Regions from separate parts of the Mus musculus genome. Here all the other regions are linked to region 2. The links are chromatin contacts, called in public HiChIP or PLAC-seq and promoter capture Hi-C maps. All regions are on one chromosome and are shown on one strand. Each heading gives the region's core, a stretch centred on a gene start, on an enhancer-like site or on the middle of the called end of the contact. The rest is flanking DNA. Distances are from core to core; before and after follow the strand shown. Region 1 has its middle 4.1 kb from the start of Gm22660. Region 2 holds the start of Zcchc17 (zinc finger, CCHC domain containing 17). Region 3 holds the start of Sdc3 (syndecan 3).

Evidence for each region. HiChIP or PLAC-seq counts read pairs in DNA pulled down with a chosen protein or histone mark. Capture Hi-C pulls out chosen DNA fragments and counts their contacts.
Region 1: an H3K4me3 HiChIP or PLAC-seq map of embryonic basal ganglia shows a contact between it and region 2, with 2.8 times the contacts expected there. The contact joins the enhancer-like site here to the promoter of Zcchc17 in region 2. A contact is called at or near these places in 1 of 39 promoter capture datasets (embryonic stem cells), 2 of 484 Hi-C or Micro-C datasets (B cells and uterus) and 6 of 115 datasets of contacts at active chromatin or transcription factors (embryonic basal ganglia, embryonic midbrain, embryonic stem cells and 1 more).
Region 3: a contact with region 2 is called in a promoter capture Hi-C map of adipose tissue. The contact joins the promoter of Sdc3 here to the promoter of Zcchc17 in region 2. A contact is called at or near these places in 5 of 39 promoter capture datasets (cranial neural crest, embryonic stem cells, hippocampal neurons and 1 more), 1 of 484 Hi-C or Micro-C datasets (embryonic stem cells), 6 of 115 datasets of contacts at active chromatin or transcription factors (bone marrow-derived macrophages, embryonic basal ganglia, embryonic limb bud and 2 more) and 4 of 9 other capture datasets (adipose tissue, embryonic stem cells, liver and 1 more).

The regions. Positions count from the first base shown.
Region 1 is chr4:130,860,252-130,863,764 of GRCm38.p6, reverse strand. No RefSeq gene overlaps it. Among named protein-coding and RNA genes, the nearest start is that of Gm22660, 4.1 kb to the right of the region's middle. Within about 2 kb of position 2,039, at least 111 of the 459 cell types and tissues checked have an H3K27ac peak or open chromatin away from gene starts, as enhancers often do. A contact at or near this core is called in embryonic basal ganglia and uterus, where this site is marked.
Region 2 is chr4:130,358,310-130,361,523 of GRCm38.p6, reverse strand. It overlaps Zcchc17 (zinc finger, CCHC domain containing 17), which reads left to right and starts at 1,532. Exons shown (of 8, transcript NM_153160.5): 1 at 1,532-1,648. Snrnp40 (small nuclear ribonucleoprotein 40 (U5)) reads right to left here and starts at 1,392. Exons shown (of 10, transcript NM_025645.2): 1 at 1,175-1,392. The coding sequence starts at 1,318.
Region 3 is chr4:130,790,879-130,794,023 of GRCm38.p6, reverse strand. Sdc3 (syndecan 3) reads right to left here and starts at 1,487. Exons shown (of 5, transcript NM_011520.3): 1 at 1,222-1,487. The coding sequence starts at 1,353.

The DNA.
Region 1 (3,513 bases), core at 790-3,289, 500 kb before region 2:
GATCAGTCGTACAGTACTTGCCTAATATGCCTGAAGCCCTAGGTTCAATCCCCAGCACTGCATAAACCAGGCATGCTGGCATACATCTGAAATCGTAGCACCTGGAAGGTAGACCCAGGAGGAGCAAAAGTTCAGGGTCATTGCTAGCTTAGCTACACAGCCAGTTCAAGGCTAGCCTACACTCCACCTACCCCATCACACACATGCACATGTGTGTACAGACAGGCACATGCACAAGTACTCACGTGTCATCAAGCACATACAGAGGTCAAAGGACAACTTGTGGGAATCCAGTCTTTCCCTCTAACACGTGAGTTCTGTGGATTGGACTCAGGTCGTTGGCCTTGGCAGCAAGCGCCTAACCCTCCTGTGACGTGTGCACACAGGTACACCCACTATACCCAGAATAAACATAATAAAGAGTATAAATATAGAATAGCAATTTCTTAGTAGTCATCGGGGCAGAAAACAGAAGAGCCCTCGAAACCGTCTCTCTCCGCCTCTGAGAGGCTCTGCTAACAGAGCAGAGACAGTATTCCTGAGGACAAGAGTAACTGGCTCAAAGACACATGACAAGCCAGTATCAGAGTCCATCTGCGACCCAACCCAAGCCAGGTCTCCTTGGGACACAGTCCCCTTTCAGCATCCCTGTCCTCAAGGAGTCTCACTTCTTTACCCACCCCTTCATTCAGGTAACCCCAGCCCACAACTCCCCCCATGGCAGCCCCAGCTGGACATCCCCCAACCCCTACCCCCAGCTCTCTGACTCCAGAGGTGCGCTGCCCACCTCTCCTCCGGAATCTGCCCCATGAGTCCCACCACACACACTCCAAGCCAGCATAGTAGGTGTTGCCCTGAGCATCTCTCCCACAATTATTGTTCTCCCGCGTGGTGGTTCTCCCATGGTTGTCCCTACTGTTGCAAGTAAGCCAGCAGAGCCCCACCCTCTCCACCATAGGAGCACACCCACGTCATCATGTGTTCCCACACACACACATACTGGAACCACCCCCTCTAGTGCTTACTTTCCGTCAACAAGTGTCTGCCCCCTCCCCAGTCATACAGGGCCTCAAGCTGGTCATAGGAGCTGAGCAAAACAGTCTCCATTGCTGCATGAATCTAGTGCTGGACCTTGCCCTGCTCAGGCCCCCTGATGTGGGTGTATTTCTGGACTGCCCACATCGGCCACACTGATCCTTCCAGGTGAGTCCTTTGCCATTCTGGACCTGAGGTCTCTCCCAGCTTCCCAGATAAACCTGTGATCCCTGGACTCTCCCCGAGAATAAAGCCAAATACGAATGTGGCACAGAGGGGCATGTTGTGTTCCTGGACAGACCGTGGTATGTGTGATTAGAGCCAGAGTCCAGCTACCTTGACATATACGTTTGTCTAACTACCCTTACTATAGTTGCTGTATTCGCTGAAGTTCATGCCCATCTCTGTGCCTGCCCCTTCTCCAAAGCACAACCTGCCCTGCTTTTCCCTGGACTGGATTACAAACACCTGGTGAACTAGCACAGTCCAGGGCTCAACTCGGTCTCTGGACCTGAGTCTGCTTGCAGGATGAGAGCTTCCCATGGAAGAAGGTGCCCCTGAGACTGGCCAGGCCAGTCTGCAGTCTGAGGTGGTGAGTCACCTCCTGGCTGCAAGTCAAGGAACCCTCAGTGCGCCCTTGTTTGGAGAAGACTAGGAGCCGCAGCGCGGAGACAGGAGGACAGTCATCAGGAGTCACCAAGGCCCTAAAACACACCGGGAAGGTCACAGAAGGATCCAGATAATTAAAAACAAAGAGGAGGAAGATGCGGTCAGATCCAGAACAGTGAAGGGGACCAAGGGAGAGCCCGTGCGCGCGCAAGGCCACATGCAAGAACGCGCAGGGAGCCTGGGTTTGAGCACGCGCTCCTCGCGCTCCCTAGCCTGCTCCACCCGCGCCCGGGATCCCAGCGTGGGCAAAAAATCGGAACCAATAGGCTGCCAAGCCTGGGCATTACCTCACCGGAACACCCTGCTATTGGCTGGCCCCTGCGCCGGTGCGCGCTGTTGCTATGACAGTTTGGACCGGCGTTGCGCAGAGATGCCAGGAGGAGGCTCCCCTCTTCTCTCCCGGGGATTCCCATTCAACTCCAGGGACCTCTGCTGGGACCTCAAGAGAAAAGCCGAGCGAGCTCCAGCAGCTCCAGCAGGAACCAGAACATCTCTAACGGCACCAACCACCTCTCTGCCACAACCATTCTTTCCATTCTGTGCCTGGCCCCACCCTGTCACTACACAGGCACCTGCAGACACAGGCACACATAACCACGCAGGGCAGTGCTGGCCTCTGCACAGATATATGAGTCCCTCCAAGTCTGTGCCCTGCAAGCCTTTGTTAAGGGCCCATGGGTACTCTTTGAGATACCCCAACTCAACCACTGGTTGTGGAGGCTTCTGGGAGACAGGAAAGCAGAGCTAAAGTTTTCTAGACAATAAAGACTAGGGAAAGGGTTCCATCCCGTGCTAAGACCAGGGACGGGAGGCACTTGGGGCGTTGTCACAAGAAATTAGATGCTGTGACGGGGAGACTGAAAAGGAGGAGTTGGCCTAAATCGGATAGAAACGCAAGAGCAAGGTCCCATAGGGTTTGAAAGCGATGCCAAGGAGCTCTGAACCACACCCAAGGAAGAGGAGGAGGGGTCGTGATGTGTGGGAACCTGTGATAAGAGAAACAAGTACTTTGGTTGCCTTGAAGGATGGACAGGAGGGAGTCCGGAGACCAGTTTCTGCAGGCACTGAGAGGGGTAGAGAAATGCTGAGCCCCCTAGCCAGAGCGGGAAATGTAGGCACAAAGGATGGGGACAGTCCATGTCAGGTGATTAAATCGCTGTCCCCCTCTTACCTAGGAAGTTGGAGGGGTGGGGAGCTTCCTGACAGCCAATCAGGGCCATCATGACGGTTCACGGCATCCATATCTGTGTATGCAACGATAGCTTCACCAGTTGCACTAAACTGAAAAAGATCTCCTTTCCTCCTACGCTCTTCTCCCCCTCCTCCCCTCCTCTCCCGGACCCCAGCTCTAGCACCTGGCACAGAACTTCATCCTAGATCCCAGCCCACCAACAGTGAGCTCCCACCAAACCCTGTCCCAGGATCATCTCTCTGACCCAGCCTCCACCTGCTCCTGCCTCCCCTTCACACACCTCCTCTCCCACAGCTTTGGTAATGTTGTAGCCACTATCTAGGTCTAAGGATGGTCTCTCTCTCTTCCCTCTCCCTCAACCCCTCCCCCACTTCCCTCCTCCTCTCTGTCTCTCTGCCCATCTCTGTCTCTGTCTCTGTCTCTCTCTCTCTCTGTCTCTGTCTGTCTGTCTGTCTGTCTCTCTCTCTCTCTCTCTCACACACACAGACACACACACACACACACACACACACACACACACACACACACAAACCATGCCTCAGCCCCTCCAGCGGAGAGGAAAGCTCTTACTCCATGGTGGCAGATTTTCAAAGCCTAATAGAGCCCCTCTTCTCTAT
Region 2 (3,214 bases), core at 283-2,782:
ACACACACACACACACTCACACACACACGCCTAAAACAGCACTCAGTAAAACAGTAGACCTTGCATTCTAGTGGAAAGTGAGAGAAAGGCACACAGAGCCACCCAGTGCTGAGTGCCATGGGAAGAAACAGTATGGGTTCCAGATTACAGGACACTCCAACTTGAAACACAGTGGTCAGGAAAGCCCCTCTGAAAACCTGGTGTCTGAGCAAAGATTTGAAAGAGCAAACAGCTGACCATGTGGGCATTTAAAAGAACATTCCAGCAAAAGCACCAAGGAAAGAAAGAACATTATAAGTCGGTGTCTTGAGCCAAGTGACATGCCAGAAAACTGGTAGATGAACAAGGTAAGGAGGGGATTATTACAGAGAATTTGATTTTTAAAAAAACGCACAATAGAAAGCCAACATAATGTTTTCAGCAGAGTATACCATGTGACTTAATATTTCCATGATTCCCCTGGCTACTGGATTAATAACCAATCCTTGGTTCAAAGACAAAAACCAGGAATACTAAATTAAGCTCTACCTGCAGTGATGTCAGATGACATAAAAACAGTTTTAACAAGAAGGTAAAAAAAAAGATCATAGTTACACAGATCTCTTCTCTTCTCTCTTTCAACAGGACTTTGCCATAATAAATAGCCTACACTGGCTTGGAGCCATGGATCTTCTGGATACAAAAAAGTTTGCCTTCCCCATTTGCAAAGTAACAGCTTCTTTCAGTCAGGTACCATGGTTAATGGAAATTTCACACGCAAAACATCCAAGATAACATCCAACGAGTGTTAATTACAATTATAAATGCAGAGAAAGAAAAAAGTTCTACCAGGTAGTAAAGCGAGCTATCATTCATTTCCATTGCCTCCCCTCTCATTCATTCGTCCACTCTGCAAACTTTCCTGAATGTTTCTTTTATGCTAAACCCCTGAAGATTTAGGATGCGGAAGCTTGGGTCTTGATTTTGAGGCCAAGGTTTTAAATGATTCAATGCCACTGAAGGGCTGAAAACAGGCGTCTACTAGGGAAACACGTATGAACCACACAGAGAACACCAGGCACCTTCACAGAAGCCTATTTTAACTTCAGGCTCACTGTCTTTCCGTTCCCTCAGAGGCGACATCATCCGTAGGAAGAGGGGCGGAGGGCCAAAGGCGGGATGACTCCCCACTTACCGCCTGCAGCAATGCCCCTGGAGTCGCCTGCTGCGGCCCCGCTCCGGGGCCGGCTCCTGCCGCTCCCAACAGCAACTCATGTCGCGGCCGCTTGACGGGAACCAGGGGTAGCTCCGGGCCCTTACGCTTCTGCTGCTCGATCATGGCGGCAGCCACTCTCCTCGGCGCCGCCACTAACCGCGCCGCCGACCGGAGGCGCCGCGCAATTGGTTCCAACTGAGTTCTTCCTCCAGAACTTCCGGAGAGGAGCAACCAATTGGCTTCTAACATTTCCTTCTGGAAAGCCCTCTGAATACACTCTTGTGATTGGTCCCATTCTGATGACGTCACGAGAAGGCGACTCTGGGATTGGGTCGCGGAGCTGGCGTTCTCCCCCGCCCCCTCGGGCGCGCAGTGCATCGTGGGTGAGAACGAGCGGAGCAGGTTTGGCGTTCCTAGCTATGAAGCGGCTGTCCTGCTAGGCGCGGACGCGGAGTGAGTGTGTGGGGAATCAGGCGGGTGGCTGTTCCAATCTGGAAGGTGCGAGGTGGTGATAGGCCTGAGCCTGCCCTTTTCAGCTATCAGCCTTAGCAGCATGGGGTGGCAGGAGGTGTCGCCGGAAAGAGAAGTCCCTTGGTAGGCTGGAGCGGAGCTTTGGCATCTCTGGCTCCAGGACTCGAACCCTCAGACGGCTATCCCTTGACAGCTGCTCTGCAGGATGCCAATTCTGCGTCTAGCTCTGTGCTGGCCCGAGTCCTGGCCTCCAGGCTTCAGTGCCGGACTTGGCTGAGGCGGCGGACTTAGTTGTCACTGATTTAGCCGTCTTTTTAAAAGGGCTTTAATTTATGTCCCCGAGACAGCCAGTGATGAGGAAAGTATCAGATGGTTCTTCCGAAGCACAGTTTAGTTGAGAAATCGAACAATCATGCTTGCGTGCCAGGTCTTCTCGAAAGTGGTCCAAATGATATTTATTGTGCAGTGCGTTTGGGGGTCATTCTGAAGAAATATGGTCCTCTACCCCAGAGTGTGGGAAACGTGTTAAACAAATTTGATGTTAAACAAAAACCATTTGATCGGAAGACTACCTAAACAAGCGATGCCTCTTGCTGTGAGTTACTAATATAAACTTGAAGGCTTTTTAAAGGAAAAGACATCTGAGCGGTTCCTATCTGATGGGACGGTTCTAATTAGGGGAAGAGAGGAAGGGAGAACGTTCTGCACAGAACAGCAGGTTCTATCAGTCGGAAAGATGAGGGAGACACAAAGAGCCGGTGTGGGGGGAGAGAGAGAGCGAGAGCGAGAGCGCTAGCTTAAAGTGAATATGGTATGGGATGAACCTGGAAGTCATGAAGATTTGCAGGAAGTTGAAGCTTTTACTTTAAAATTAATAGGAAGCCAGCGATAGTTTTCTCTCTCCTCCAGAATGTGGTGCAAAAGAGGACTTGATCCCTCAGGCTTAATGGTGTGATGAGATTGGAGAAAGATAAGAGGTTTACTGGGAGTAAATAGACCATTTCGGGAGCATGAACAGTAGTTCTGATCAGCAATGCCAGTGAGAACCAAGCTGGAGCTGTGACTGAAGACAGGTTTAACAGTATCTTGAGATAGCAGGGGAGTAAATTGGACAGAATAGATTGGATGATGCTCTTAGTCCCAACACTGGAGGCTGAGACAGGAGGTCTCAAAACCAAAAGCAACAAAACCAAAGCTAGCCTGGGCAACATTGGGATTTTCAACCCATACCAGGCTGCTAGCGTGACACATTGTTTCATCTTCTTTTTTTTTTTCCCCTAAGACAGGGTCTCAATATGTAGCTGGAGCTCCTGAAACTCACTCTATAGACCAGGCTGGCCTTGAACTCAGATCCACCTGTTTCTGCCTCCCCGGTGCATGTATGTATTTGTCCCTTAGGAATGCCCAGTGCTAGCATGTGAACTACGATTGAGTGCTAGAAACTCTAACCCCAAGTCCTTTGTAAGCGTGTCTTAGTTAGGGTTTTATTGCTGTGAACAGACACCATGTCCAAGGCAACTCTTATAAAGCCACCATTTAGTTGGGGCT
Region 3 (3,145 bases), core at 238-2,737, 430 kb before region 2:
TCACCCCATCAGGAAAAAAAGGAAAAAGAAGAAGAAGAAGAAGAAGAAGAAGAAGAAGAAGAAGAAGAAGAAGAAGAAGAAGAAGAAGAAGAAGAAGAAGAAGAAGAAGAAGAAGAAGAAGGAGAAGAAGAAGAAGAAGAAGAAGAAGAAGAAGAAGAAGAAGAAGAAGAAGAAGAAGAAGAAGAGAGAGAGAGAGAAGAAGAAGAAAAGAAAAGAAAAGAAAAGAAAAGAAAAGAAAAGAAAAAAAGGGCAAGGCATGAACCGACCACCAGGTACTATCTTGGGGTCCCCTCCCCAAAGCTAACAGTTGTCAGGGCAGCTCAGAGTCTTGCCTGCCTCCCTACAATCTGGCCACCTTGCTTAGGAGAGAAGGGGCGTGCCGGCCAGCCTGGGCTCTGGTGGTCATCTGAGTGGGTAGGGACAGCCATTGCTCCTGGAGTCAGCCACATGGGGGTAGGACCTAGAACTCCCCAGCTCACTCAGCCCACATTTAGACACCTGTCAACTCAGAACTCACTTGGGAGCTGGGTTCCTCAGAGCAGGGACCCGGCTCATCCACCTGCAGGACCGACCCTCTTCCTCCCGTTCTGCTAGTGAAACCAGAACCAAGTTCAATCCCTTAGCTACTTCGGTTTCTCAAAGGGACAGTCAGGGGTCACCTGGTACCCACCTCTGATGGCACACACACCCATGTCTTCTGGGGTGGGAGCTGAGCCAGGTCCACCATCGCTACACACCTGCACACACATACGTGTGCTTTCACACAGGTCCATGGGTCAAAGCACACACCCCCTCACCCACAGTCACACAGCCTTGGCCATGGTGGAACACAGCGTGCAGAATGGGTCACCCTAGTGTGGAGCGGGATGCGGATGCCATCCAGCCATATGGACAGAGCCTCTCCCGTGCCCACACCCACAGGTGCCCACGCACCCTTCTTAGAAGCAGACACACACACACAGGGTCACCCTCATTCACCCTCGCGGGTCACCTTCATCGACCCACCCCCTCCTCCTCCAATGCCCCCAAGGCCCTGCAGGCAGCTTGGGATGGAGTGGGGGTGGGGAGAAGGCGACCCCAGCGGATACCGGACGCACACGCTTCCCGGCGGGGAGGGGACCCCATGAGACCGGGACACACCCAGCGCGGCACGCGCGACGAGGGGACACGCAAAGACACGCGGGGTACACGCTGGGGACCCTCTTGGGGCCCATCACTCACCCCCGCGGCGCGGCCGGCCAGCAGCAGCAGCAGCAGCGGTGGCAGCAACAGCCCGCGGGCCCCGGGCGCATGGGTGGCGGTGTCCACGCGCTGCCCCTGTGCGGTCCCGCGGCGCGGCGGCCCGGGCTTCATGGCGGCCTTTGTTCGCGGCGCGGGCTGCGCGGGACCTGCGCTCGGCTCCTCGGCCGCCGGCTCCGCCTCGCTCGTTCGTTCGCTCGCTCGCGGCTCCGCGCCCACAGCGGCCGCGCCCGCAGGAAGCGTCGCCGCCGCCGCCGCCACCGCCGCCGCCCCCCGCGCAGGCGGGGCGAGCAGGAGGGCGGGGCCGCGGCGACACCGGCACGCGACACCGCCCCCGGCCTCAGTTTCCCCCCGCGCAGGGGGGGGGGGGCGAGGGGCGTTGACGTCTGCCCCCCTACTGTGGATCCGCGAAGCACGCCGTGTGCGAGCCGCGGGAGAACCTGCTCTTCCAGACAGCACCCCGGGTCTCTCTGCTCCCAGTAGGGTGGTGTCAGAGGACCCCGACTCGGGGTTCCCCCTGGTCCTCCTGAGCTTCTCCTTGGCCTGTTTGTCTGAGAGACACAGGCCCCTAGCCACCCTGAGTTCAGGAAGCAGGGGCTTGGGTCAGCTACAGGCACGCATGGCGAACACCAGCACGCGTCTGCTGCTCACACGCTGGTGAAGTCTCCAGTTTCCCATTCACAGGGGCTCAGTTGCACTAAGGGGTCTCCGGGGAGGCTGGTAAGGGTAGGCGTTGGTTAGTTGGCATGTGAGCTGAGCAGGACACCCTTTGATGTCCCTGCAATCGGCACTATCCATTTGATGGCCATGTGTCCTTGGAAAGAAACCCAGAGCATGAAGCTCCGCACCATATAAGGCAGAGTGTGAGATGGGTTCCCCAGAGGGAGTGAGAGGCTGGGGCATCACAGGTATGCAAGGCTTGCCTAGCTAACCTCGGTAGACATCCTGGGGGGGGGGGGGCGTCCACTCTGTGGCTTACAGATCGCTGAGAACGAGCCAAGCCTGAGTAGTAGCTGCCTGTAACCCCAGTACTCATGACTTAGGAGGCTGAGGCAGAGGGATCTCAAAGCCTGGGCTACATACTGAGTCTCTGTATTTTCAAATATAAGAGGGGAGGGAGAGCTGGTGAGAGATACAGCATACTACTTAAAGATGTAAGTGACTAGTTCCCGGTACCCACACCAGGCTAGACACAACGCCCTGTGACTCCAGCTTCAGAGGATCTAATACCTTTAGCCTCCAAGGACACCTGCATTAATGTGCAGAGGTGTGACACGCATGCCCGCGTGTGCACACATACACACGAATAATAAAAATAAATCCTTTAAAAATGATAAAAATAAATGTTGACACTTTTTTTTTAAGGAAGATGGACTTTCAGGCTGACCTTGAACTTGTGATGTAGCTGAGTATGACCTTGAACATCTATTCCTACTACCTCCATCACATCCAATTTGTGCTGTGCTAAGAACCGAACCCAGAGCTTTGTGCAGAAGGGCATGTGCTCCACCAACTGAGCTACATCCCCAGGCCCTCACAAAGAGTCTTTTAAATCAATCCCATTCGATGCGTTTTGGCATTTGAAGCTAAGATGCCTTGAAGAATACAACATGAAAAGATTGACCTGCCTAGGAATCAGGAACTGGCTTTATCACTAGCATAGCCAGGAGCTGAGGGACTCTAGCTTTGGGTTAAGCAAGTGCTTGGGTTCAAATCCTGGTTCTGACAACCATGGGCTCTGGTACTTGTTTGTACAACTTCACCTCTCTGAGCCTATTCCCCAATGTCTGATGGAAATGAAGACCATATGGGCTTCACTTATTCATTCAACAAACATATTGAATGCCTTGTGTGTACCAGGTCAGGGGACAGGCTGGGAAGCTTTTGTGAGCTCTTCCTTTTCGTG